3 separate regions of the Mus musculus genome follow, and regions 1 and 3 are each linked to region 2. The links are chromatin contacts, called in public promoter capture Hi-C maps. All regions are on one chromosome and are shown on one strand. Each heading gives the region's core, a stretch centred on a gene start, on an enhancer-like site or on the middle of the called end of the contact. The rest is flanking DNA. Distances are from core to core; before and after follow the strand shown.

Region 1 (3,751 bases), core at 645-3,144, 460 kb after region 2:
AGCTCTTGACTCTAGCTGCATATGTATCAAAAGATGGCCTAGTCGGCCATCACTGGAAAGAGAGGCCCATTGGACACGCAGACTTTGTGTGCCCCGGTACAGGGGAACGCCAGGGCCAAAGGGGGGGAGTGGGTGGGTAGGGGAGTGGGGGTGGGTGGGTAAGGGGGACTTTTGGTATAGCATTGGAAATGTAAATGAGCTAAATACCTAATAAAAAATGGAAAAAAAAAAAAAAAAAAAAAAAAAAAAAAAGAATTTAGCAAAAAGCAAACCCTTTCCTTTCTGATTGTTACTTTGGAAGATATTTGAAATAAATAATTTTCATGTATCTGAAGGTAAAAAAAAAAAAAAAAAAAAAAAAAAAAATATTTTGGGGTTCTTTTTTTGGGGGGGATGTTGTTATTTTTGTTGTTATTGTTTTGAGCAAAGAGCACTGTGCTACAATCATATCAGAGAGGAAACCTAATAAATAGACTAAACTAGGTAATAAACAGTGACTAGAAAATGAATTTTAAAAAGGAATAGACATTAAAAACTGGAAGATGAATAAAGAAAAATAAATGAGATGGCTGAAGTCCTGGTTTGCCTTCTGACAGAACAGTGGGCGATTTAGGGACGGGGAGGAGGAAGAAACATTTTTCTGTCTAGTTAGATCACATGATTGTATACATATTCTCTGTGAGATAGCACAAGCTATACATATTTGTGATGTATTGCTATGCGTATGATCATAGAAATGTCAACCTGAGCAGAAGCACAATTGCTAATTTCAATCTCCTCTAATTTATTATATTTGCTTACTAAACACCAGCATGCCTTATTCTTCTGTGCTCTTCACAACATTAATGGCCATCAATACGCCAAGGGCTGCCATTATTTGTTTTCAGTCCCAAGCTTTCTTCCTCTGGGCTTTAATGTCAATGTTTCCCCATGGGTATGGCCAGTGTGTCCTAGAGTCAGCATACCAAATCCAACTTACAGTCTTTCTGCTAAAGTCAGTTTCTCCTCTGGGATGGGGGCATCCCTCGTGTAGATTGATGTGGAGGTTTAAATAATAATGGCCTCTATATATTCATGTTTGAATACTTGATCCTAGTTATGGAACCATGTGGGAAGGATTAGGAGGTATGGCCTTGTTGGAGGTGTGACCTTGTTGGAAAGGGGTGTCTCTGGGTGTGGGTTTTGAGGTTTCTCTCTCTTTCTGCCTTGAACTTTCAGGTAATATTTTGTAAACTCTCAGCTACTACTCTGGGACCATGCCTGCCTCCATTGCTCCTAACCATGATGGTCAAGGACTAACCATCTGAAACTGTAAGCAGGCCCCCAGTGAAATGCTTTCTTTTATAAGTTGCCTTAGTCACAATGCCTCTTTGCAGCAATAGAGCAACTGAGACAACTGCTGACATGTCCTGCCACACAAGTGGAAAAACATAGAAATCACCCCTGCTGCTTCCTTCTATTTCTTCATATCTCGTTCATCCTTTTATTACTCATAATCCTCCAGGATGTTAAATATATTCTGACTTTATAAATAGTTCTTACCTTATAAATCACCTCCCAGCTCAAGAGATAGAAATCAGAATTTGTTTTCCTGTAGGTCAATCTAGAAATTCTAATATTTCCCTCCCTTTCTATCATGGAGCTAGCTACAAAGAAAAAAAAAAATTCACCTATGCTATCTGACAGATTAAGATCTCTACTTCAGAAGGGGTCTTGCTGGCTTCCTAACAAGTTTATCATGCCCTCTGACATAGTAGTCCATGCTCCAATCAAGCTTTTGCAATTAAGCCTCCATTAAAAACTCGAAGGAGATGCTGGAGAGTGCTGGCTCAGTAGGTAAGGGCTGGCTGTGCAAACATGAGGCTAGAGCTTAGAAGCCTAGTGTCTGTGTACATGTGACGAGTGTGTTGGCCACCTTACAATCCCAGCTGGAAAGGTAAACACGGGATCCCCAGAACAAGATGACTACAAGCTCTCAAATTTCTAGGTAAGTTTTGCCTTATGAAAAATTCTATTAAAAAAATCTTGTAAACAGGAGAGTTCAATACTACAAACTTCAAACTTGCAACTGGTTATTTTTTCCATTAATAAGTTAAATGTAGCTTGGCATGGTAACACACATTTGATCCCAACACTTAAGAAGCAGAGGCAGGTGAAGCACTCTGAGTTCAAGGCCAACCTTGTCTACACAGTGAGATACTACCTCAAAAAGATTTAAGGATTGTACTGGCTAGTTTTGTGTCAACTTGACATAGGCTGGAGTTATCACAGAGAAAGGAGCTTCAGTTGAGGAAATGCCTCCATGAGATCCAACTGTAAGGCATTTTCTCAATTAGTGATCGAGGGGGGAAAGGCCCCTTGTGGGTGGGACCATCCCTGGGCTGGTAGTCTTAGTCCTGGTTCTATAAGAGAGCAGGCTGAGCAAGCCAGGGGAGGCAAGCCAGTAAGTAACATCCCTCCATGGCCTCTGCATCAGCTCCTGCTTCCTGACCTGCTTGAGTTCCAGTCCTGACTTCCTTTGGTGATTAAAAGCAATGTGGAAAGTGTAAGCTGAATAAACCCTTTCCTCCCCAACTTGCTTCTTAGTCATGATGTTTTGTCCAGGAATAGAAACCCTGACTAAGACACAGACACACACACATACATACACACACACACACACACACACACACACACACACACACACACACACACACACACACATATATATATATGCTACATGCATATTTCAAATAATACATTATACCTATATAATTTGATAATTTGTTTTGTGCATGTAGCTATAATGTAAACACTGTTAAACAGAGCTAGTACTTGATAGCATGCAGTCTGATTAAGAGTCTTACATTCTGGTTAAAGTCTTACATACCTCTACAATTAAAATCATTACTATATGAATAGGTATTTTGTCTGCATGTATGTCAGTGTACCATGTGCATGCTTGGTGCCCTTGGAGGTCAGAAGAGAAACTCAGATCCTCTGAGTTACAGTCACAGGCAATTGTGAGCTGCCATGTGGGTGATGGAAATCAAACCCAGGTCTTCTGGAAAGGCAGTCAAGAGTTCTTAATCACCAAGCCATCTCCAGCCCCTCCAATTTCTTTTTTCCTTCTCCCCTCCCGACTCCCAGTCTGTTTCCTTGTGGGAGCTGAGGAGGTCCTCAGTGAACTTGTAAAGAGTGAATGAATGTGTATTGCTTGACATGAGCACTGCCAGGTGCTCAGACCCATGGGGATGGCTGAGTGTGAATGATGATACTGTAGCTAAGTGTGACTGTTTAGGAATGACAGACAAGTACAAAATTTAGTACTACAACTATCTTCTCCCTGATGTTTACAGCCCAAGACTGCTCACCTACAAAGACCTCCTACCAAGACTAGCTAGCCCCTCCCCTCGCTGTACATGGTAAAAGCTGGGGTTCCAGGTTTTCACACAGTTGGTATAGCTCCATCAGCCCACCTGACCCTAGCTTTTCTCTATGTGTGTCTGTACGTCTGTCCTTTCTTCACCCCCTCACTGCCCCAGTCATGTTTCTGGGCTTGTTTAGAGTCAATATACAATCCAGTATGGCTTTGAACTCTATCTTTCCACTTCACCCTATACTAGATTTGCAGACACAAACCACTCACCTCCCACTTCTTAGTCTTAAATACCCTTGCTATAATAAAACAAAGAACTTCTCATTCAGAATTGCTACTTTTGAGATATAGCAGCCTTATTTCATCTCACAAATCTAGGTTGATAGGTAGTAA
Region 2 (3,783 bases), core at 842-3,341:
CAGTCCGTGGTAGAGAGACCAGGAGACGTAGCCTAGGAAAAGCGTTTAAGAGAGAATGTGAGTCTGGCGGAGTTCCTGACTATACAGCCTGACACTCCACTCAGCTCTGAATGTCCTGCCTCTGGCACCAACTGGGTTGTTTTAAGGATTTAGTTCCTGGGGCTGGAGAGATGGTTCAGTGGGTAAGAGCACTGACTGTTCATCCAAAGGTCCTGAGTTCAAATCCCAGCAACCACATGGTATGAGAGAGAGAGAGAGAGAGAGAGAGAGAGAGAGAGAGAGAGAGAGACTGATTTAGTTCCCTCCCCAGCAGGCAGGGTGGAGGACAGAGAGACTTAGTTCCCTCCCCAGCAGGCAGGATGGAGGACAGACAGGCTGTTGTGAGTCTGTCACCACCTCATCTCCCATAATTATGTAGTCAGAAAACCGTGTCTATACCTGTTGATGGTCCCTTTAATAAGATAGCATAGGCTGTACCATCAGAGAAGGAAACCCGCTTCCTGTCAGGATTCTGATTGATAAAATACTCTCACCTAATTTGTCCCATACATATGTCTGACATACATATGTCATAAAACTAAAGAAGCAGTGTTCCCTCCACCCTACCCCAACTTACAGCCTCGAGCCCTTTAGTTAAGCAACAGACTTTACTTGTGAGTAGACCATCATAAAACTCCCTCACTGGGCAGGGCTGGGGAGTGAAACAGGGCACAGGCTGTGTGATCTTAGACAATAATGATAATTAAGGCAGCGGCGTTTGCCCTGTGCCAGGCTGAGCTGGGTTTTAACCAGATAACTTTATTCCTCATATAATCCACATCCTAGGAGGTAAATGTATACACCTTATTCCCTCCCCCCCCCCCCCAAAGCTGAAACAGTTGGGGCAAACCAACAATGCAAACCTCTGAGAACCGGAAAGTTCAGTGATTGCCTGGCTTGCCCCAGGACTAAATATCACAGGGAGCTTAGACCTCAGCGGTGCACTTAACTTTCTCCCAAGTCCCTTTGCAGGCCACCTCACAGTTCTCAGAATGAGATCAAGCCTCCTGGAGGAACGCAGAGTGACTCACTTCACACCTCCCAGTTTACTAGGCACCGATGGAAGGCAGGAAAAAAAAATGAGAGTTTCAATCCCTCCTGAGACAAGACTGCCCATAGAAACTCTCGTTCTCAGGAGAGCGCCCTCCACAGGCCCAAAAGATGCTTGCTTCCAAATGAACTGCAGGACTAAGCCATTTCCCAAGTTTACCTTTTAAAGTACATTAAACTCAAAGTTTAAGTATACATCTCCCATAGAACCAGAATACTAAATCCTTGCTACTTTGTGCTAAATGAGCCCAGGAGACTAGAAGCAGGCACGTTTTTTGGCAAAAACACTAATATACTCGCAGCTACCAAGCAAGATCGCTCAAACAGGGAGGCAGAGCCAAAGACAGTTGCCCTGGGCGCTCACCTACAGGTGACCTTTCCTTGGGAAAGCTAAGTCCATACTAAACTGTATTGAGGTAGACTTGAAGGTCACGGTCCAGGGCTGCACGAGATCAACGCAGACACAGGGAGAATTCTCCATGCAACCCCAGGGCGGCGCGGGAGCTGCCGAACCCGGGCCAGGGAACCTCTATCTGGTCTGGTCTCCTTCGCTTCCATCCAGGGTGGAAGATAAGATAAGCATCTCCATTCCCGGAGCCCGGCCTCTTCTCCCGGCTCTGTCACCCCGGCGGGGAACAAGCCCAGCCAGTTTGCGCCAGGACAGCCTCGACTTACCCAGCAAGGTCTCCAGGGCAATTGCTCTCCACAGGCCTGGCATGACTGCGACCACCCGGAAAGCCGAGAGGACCGTTCCCTCGCCCCGCGTGCGCCCCGCGCTTCCTGCGGGGTCCGCCCGGTCTGCCTGCTCGGTGTCCCCGAGTAGCTCGCGGGTCTGAGGCGGCAGCAGGAGTCCTGGCAGGGTGCGGCACCTCCTCCCTGGCACACCTGCGCGCCGCCCCGCCCGACGCCACCCATGCCTTCAGCGCTGCTGGGGACATGCCACCCTAGTGCAGCCTGCGTTCTCCAAACCTGCCACCCAGCCCGAATGAAGTCTGCAGGCTCCCATCCCACCCTCTACCCGCTAAGAGAGAACACATGGAAGATGGAGCCACCCCTTCCCCGCCCCCGGAGGAAGGGAACAACCCAAACAGGCGATGCCATCATTTAATTTAAGTCCACGCAGAGAGGTTTGTAGAGTGCTTGCCTCAAATGCACCCGACTTTGGGTTCATCCTCTGTGCTGCATAGACATGCTGTGGTGGTGCATACTTAAATCCCCAGCATTTAGGAACTGGAGACCAGAGAATCGGGGTGAGCAGGTTGGATTCCCAGATGCTGGGGCTTGAGTCTGAGAAGAGAGCTGGAGACTCGCTCTGAAGCAGGGAGTAATGGGAGCCTCCATCTTCAGTCCAAGGTGACTTCACACCTACCCCTTACCTTTTTTTTTTTTTTTTTTTTTTTTGCTTTGGTAGTAAACACAACTCAGGAACTGTCAGTGTCATCTCAAAAACCAACAGAAGTGGGGGAGCTTGTAAATATCAGAGTGGAGAAAAACCGTGGTGGCGCACGCCTTTAATCCCAGCACTCGGGAGGCAGAGGCAGGCAGATTTCTGAGTTCGAGGCCAGCCTGGTCTACAAAGTGAGGTCCAGGACAGCCAGGGCTATACAGAGAAACCCTGTCTCAAAAACCAAAAAACAAAACAAAACAAAACAAAAAACCAAAAAAAAAAAAAAAACCAAAGTAAATATCAGAGTGAACTATGGTGGGGGTGCCTAAATTTTAAGAAATAGCTCAAAATGCTCGTGGTTACAAATCCACAGCAGCCTTGAACTAAGAGTTCCTGGTCGCTTTTTGAGCACAGAGACAGATGGATACTTTTACAGAATAAAACAGACCCTCTAGAACCCTATCACCTGACATCAAGTGATTTTTTTTTTTTAAATAACCTTAACAAGACAGTTACACAGGACAAGGAAAACTTTTCCCAGCAAATGACCACAGGAAAAATTAACTACCCAAGTGGGAAAGGATCAAGTCGAAGCCCTACTCCACACAAGTTCGAGCACCAACTCAAAGAGGCTCTGTAGTTGTTTGAATGAAAACGTTCCCCCCAATCACAGATATTTGAATACTTGGTCACCAGTGGGTGGCGCTGTTTTGGGAGATGGTACAGCCTTCCTGGGGGGAAGAGCATCACTGGGGGTGGGCATCTCCAGACATGCAGATTGCTCTCTCTGCTTCATGATTTCTGTTGAAGATGTGCTCTCTGCGGTTTTCACTCTGGCTTCCCCGCCACAAGTCCTCCTTTGATGGGCTCTCACTCTGGAACTGCAAACCCAAATAAACTCTTCCTTGACTGTTTCCGTGATGTTCTATCACAGCAACAGAAGCACAAACTAATACAAAGATCAGAAGACTACATCAAGCCGTGGATGCTTTTAAAGAAAAAAATATCGAAAGAAAGAGAATAGATCTTCGTGGTTTTAACTCTTGGCAATAGATTCTCAGTCCAGCATCAAAAGCGTAAGAGACAAGAGAGAAATGATACATAAACGGATGTCCTCTGAGATTAAAAGCTTTCAGCCAGGTGCAGCAGCGTGCCCCTATGGTGGGGGGAGGAGGTAGCTAGGGAGGCTGAAGGGAAGATCATTAGCCCAGGAGGTCTGAGCCTGCCTTTGCAACAAAGCAAACCTTCATCTCAAAAATAAACAAAAATGAACCAAGAAAAAAAATGGAAATATTTTTGCTTCAAAA
Region 3 (3,522 bases), core at 657-3,156, 290 kb after region 2:
GGGCTGACTCAAGTCCGTGATGCCTCCGCGTACATTACAGGTTCCAGGCTGTGAGGAAGAAGTTCGTGACTGAGCTGAAAGAGCTGCGGCAGAAGGAGCAGAGCCCACACGTGGTCCAGAGCGTCATCAGCTTGATCATGGGGATGAAGTTCTTCCGAGTGAAGATGTATCCCGTGGAAGATTTCGAAGCATCCTTTCAGTTCATGCAGGTGACAGTCCTCCCACCCTCAGGGCTGGCAGTTACAGTGAGCCCCAAACTATCTGTTCTCGTTCCTGTTAAGGCCATTATTACTGATTTTTTTTTTCACATGTGATGACTATCCTTGCTATAGAGTAACTTTGTCCTCACTTCAGGCCATCTTGCCCTTAGCTTTGTGATTAAAATAAGCAAGTGTTCTTGAAAATGTGATTATTATGAATTCTTCAACCTCTTGTCAGTCTAAACATCCCTCCTTTCCCTTCAAGGAATGCGCTCAGTATTTCTTAGAAGTAAAAGATAAGGACATAAAGCACGCACTTGCTGGTTTATTCGTGGAGATCCTTATCCCCGTAGCCGCTGTAAGTACAGACCTATGTCTTAGTACCATGCGCCATACGAAGGCCTGCCTCCCTTTCCTCCCTGAAAGCTCTTGCAATGGCGTGAGCCCCTGCTGGCCCCACCCCCTGTGCTCCCCACTCCCGAGTGGTCAGTTTGTTATGTTGATGGGTATAGATAGCCTTGTGAATCCTTTTATAGATTTTGATTATTTTCCAGTTATTGTAGACAATAGGGCAAATCTATCCTCCTTTGGTCTTGGCCAGATATGAAAGTTAATTGTGTTTTATTCAAATTTCTCTCGACATAACTAGTGAACAGGCTTATCTTCATGTTGAGAAAGAAAACCGCTCTGGCTTCCACTTTCTTTCATGGTCTGGTGGCCTGTGCATTTCTATGAATTGCCTGGCATGCTCATGCACTGCTTTGGAAACACACGTAGGAGAGGTGGGGTGGCCGGGAAATTGCTTGTTTGTTTGTTTGGTTGGTTGGTTGGTTTGGTTTTGGTTTGGTTTGGTTTGGTTTGGTTGGGTTTTTGCTTGTTTGTTTGTTTGAGACAGGGTTTCCTCTGTGTAGCCCTGGCTGTCCTGGAACTCACTCTGTAGACCAGGATAATCTCAAACTTATAGAGATCCATCCACCTGCCTCTGCCTCCCGAGTGCTGGGATTAAAGGCGTGTACCATCACTGCCCAGCTAAGATTGTTTTTTTTTTTTTTTAAAAAGTTAAGATATTGGGAAATGAATGACAGTGGTTGCCACAGTATTGAAACCTGCCTTTCCTTTTAGCTTACCACTAAATTAGGAAGGATTCTTTTTTAATGGGTACAAATAACAGCTGTGAATTAAAGGTTTACCAGTAACAGTCATCTCTCAGCCTTGTATTTAGTCCCATAAACTAGATTCACATTATTAACAAACAGGAAAGGCTATCTTTATTTTTTAAAAAATCAGTTGCCACTGTCATCTGTTATCTGCAGTGACTTCCCCAGGTCCGTTCACTCTTGAGTATGTTGGGTAGAAAGTCTACAGAGGAGTTTTGTAGGGCCATGCTTCAACCCACAGCCCTGGTCCCCTTGTGAAAGGGCTGCCACTATCCTGGGACATCTTATGTCTTGAATGACCTCCTCCTCCTCTTTGCCTGGCTGGTCTGTCTTTAGTCCTTCGTTGTATACTGTCTTGTGTGTATCAGGGACTCATCTGTGCATAGGAAATAGACCCCAGCAAGCTGGGAAGTATTCTATATGACTCTCGGGCTTACTTCTGGCATGCAAGCAGAGAATAAACTTGAATGCAGCATATGCAGGGTGTCATGTCGCGGCAGGTACCATGAAGAACTTGCGTGGGCACACAGAAGGAAGGATTGGCTGAGGGTAGGGGAGCTGAACTCTTAAATAGAGTATGATTATGTAAGTTCCATCTTGAGAGAGAGAGAGAGAGAGAGAGTGACAATTGAGCCAACAAACACTAAGGGAGAAAGACATGCTCCGTCTGGGGAAAGAGCATCTCCGACATCCAGTTTGGGTACCCTGAGATGTTGTAGAGGCAGCCGGGAAGATGCTGCGGCGTGTCCCATCTCCCAGGGGCAGAGCTGTAGGGGCTGAGGCTGGAAGGGTTAAGCAGGAGGTTTTTCAATAAACAAGCTGGGTTCAGCTTAGTGCTCACTTCCTCACAGTGTCCCTCCAAAGGCCTCTCTGCGGAGCACAGCCGGGCTTGTCCTTGTGCACCTACCCTGCATTCTCACCTCCCATCTGCTCGATTGCATCCTCTGCTGGTTCCAGCAGGCCAGGGACCAGGTTTACTTTATAACATTTGGTACCTAAGACTTGTATGTAAATCTCAGTGAATCATTAACTTACTTCAGACTTGGCAGACAGATCTCATAAGGCTCTTAGGGTTTATGGGCACTGACTGTTTTTATTTGTTTGTTTGTTTGTTTTTCATCTCTGTTTGTCTTTAACTCTTTCCCTAGGCTGTTAAAAATGAAGTCAATGTCCCCTGTTTGAAAAATTTTGTGGAGATGCTGTATCAGACTACATTTGAACTTAGTTCCAGAAAGAAGCATTCGCTGGTACGGAGAAGTGTTTCAAACCTTTGTGTGCTCCGTTGGGTGTTTTAGTCATTGATTTATGGCCCCGGTAGAGATTGGAGAAGTGTAAAATGTGAACTTGTAAAATACCCAGGACAGGGCAGACTTTGCACATTTTAGATTTTCTACTTTTTATTATCGGGGGTGGGGCAAACTGTTAGAGATGGAGGGGGGGGAGGGAAGGGGAGGAAGGGAGACAGAGAGGCAGAGGAGGGAGGGAGAGAGAAGGTGAGATGGAAGAGAGTGGGGAAGGGAGGGAGACAGAGTTTATTGAGTAAGTATGAGGCTCCTGCCTGCTGAGTTGTAACTGGAGCACTGTCTTGTAGCTGGCCAGTCTTATTTTACTGCCTCTTTGTTTAATGGGTCCTTTAGACTTCCTGCCCAGTGTTTCCCTGTCTTTTTGTTGTTGTTTTGTTTTTGGGGTTTTGTTTTTTTTTTTTTTTTTGGTTTTGTTTTGTTTTTTAAATATTTTGTTTCCCTGTCTTGACAGGTGTCTTAAATTTTATATTATGTTATATGTTGAATATAGTTTTCTGTTAAACCATAACTTTTTTTTATTGTATACCATACAATTGTATTCAAAAGTATCATGTTTTAAGAACCGTTCCCTGTGCCGTCTCGTCATTTCCGTTCTGAGGCCGATGGCACTTTCTTCCCCCCCAGTAAACCCATGTGCTTCACACCATTTTCCTGCAGTTAGGCGAAGTGTGGAGAACTGGCCAACTATTGACCATCTACACTGAAGCGAAAATAATCATGAATCTTACTTGTGGCAGACATGGCCCTAAATGCTCCACATTCTTTGGCACACGCCTCCGTCGGACATTTGTGGTCATCGCTGGTCACTTTACGCGTTTGGAAAATAAGCCTCTGCAGTCACGTGCTTGGCCGCAGTCAGCT

What was found. Promoter capture Hi-C pulls out the DNA fragments that hold promoters and counts their contacts.
Region 1: a promoter capture Hi-C map of the C10 cell line shows a contact between it and region 2, with 5 times the contacts expected there. The contact joins the enhancer-like site here to the promoter of Cwh43 in region 2. A contact is called at or near these places in 6 of 39 promoter capture datasets (the C10 cell line, cranial neural crest, hematopoietic stem and progenitor cells and 3 more) and 3 of 9 other capture datasets (adipose tissue, liver and pancreatic islet).
Region 3: a promoter capture Hi-C map of hippocampal neurons shows a contact between it and region 2, with 3 times the contacts expected there. The contact joins the enhancer-like site here to the promoter of Cwh43 in region 2. A contact is called at or near these places in 21 of 39 promoter capture datasets (the 3T3-L1 cell line, 3T3-L1-derived adipocytes, the C10 cell line and 12 more), 1 of 15 datasets of contacts at CTCF or cohesin (the NIH/3T3 cell line), 2 of 484 Hi-C or Micro-C datasets (bone marrow-derived macrophages and stem cell-derived epiblast-like cells), 2 of 115 datasets of contacts at active chromatin or transcription factors (embryonic basal ganglia and fetal liver) and 4 of 9 other capture datasets (adipose tissue, embryonic stem cells, liver and 1 more).

What each region holds. Positions count from the first base shown.
Region 1 is chr5:72,943,929-72,947,679 of GRCm38.p6, reverse strand. All of the region lies in intron 2 of Slain2 (SLAIN motif family, member 2), which reads right to left. Among named protein-coding and RNA genes, the nearest start is that of Slain2, 31 kb to the right of the region's middle. Within about 2 kb of position 1,894, at least 6 of the 459 cell types and tissues checked have an H3K27ac peak or open chromatin away from gene starts, as enhancers often do.
Region 2 is chr5:73,404,386-73,408,168 of GRCm38.p6, reverse strand. It overlaps Cwh43 (cell wall biogenesis 43 C-terminal homolog), which reads right to left and starts at 2,091. Exons shown (of 16, transcript NM_181323.2): 1 at 1,765-2,091; 2 at 1-32. The coding sequence starts at 1,807.
Region 3 is chr5:73,118,900-73,122,421 of GRCm38.p6, reverse strand. It overlaps Fryl (FRY like transcription coactivator), which reads left to right. Exons shown (of 63, transcript NM_028194.2): 10 at 41-209; 11 at 466-558; 12 at 2,506-2,604. Among named protein-coding and RNA genes, the nearest start is that of 1700071G01Rik, 36 kb to the left of the region's middle. Within about 2 kb of position 1,906, at least 15 of the 459 cell types and tissues checked have an H3K27ac peak or open chromatin away from gene starts, as enhancers often do. A contact at or near this core is called in hippocampal neurons, where this site is marked.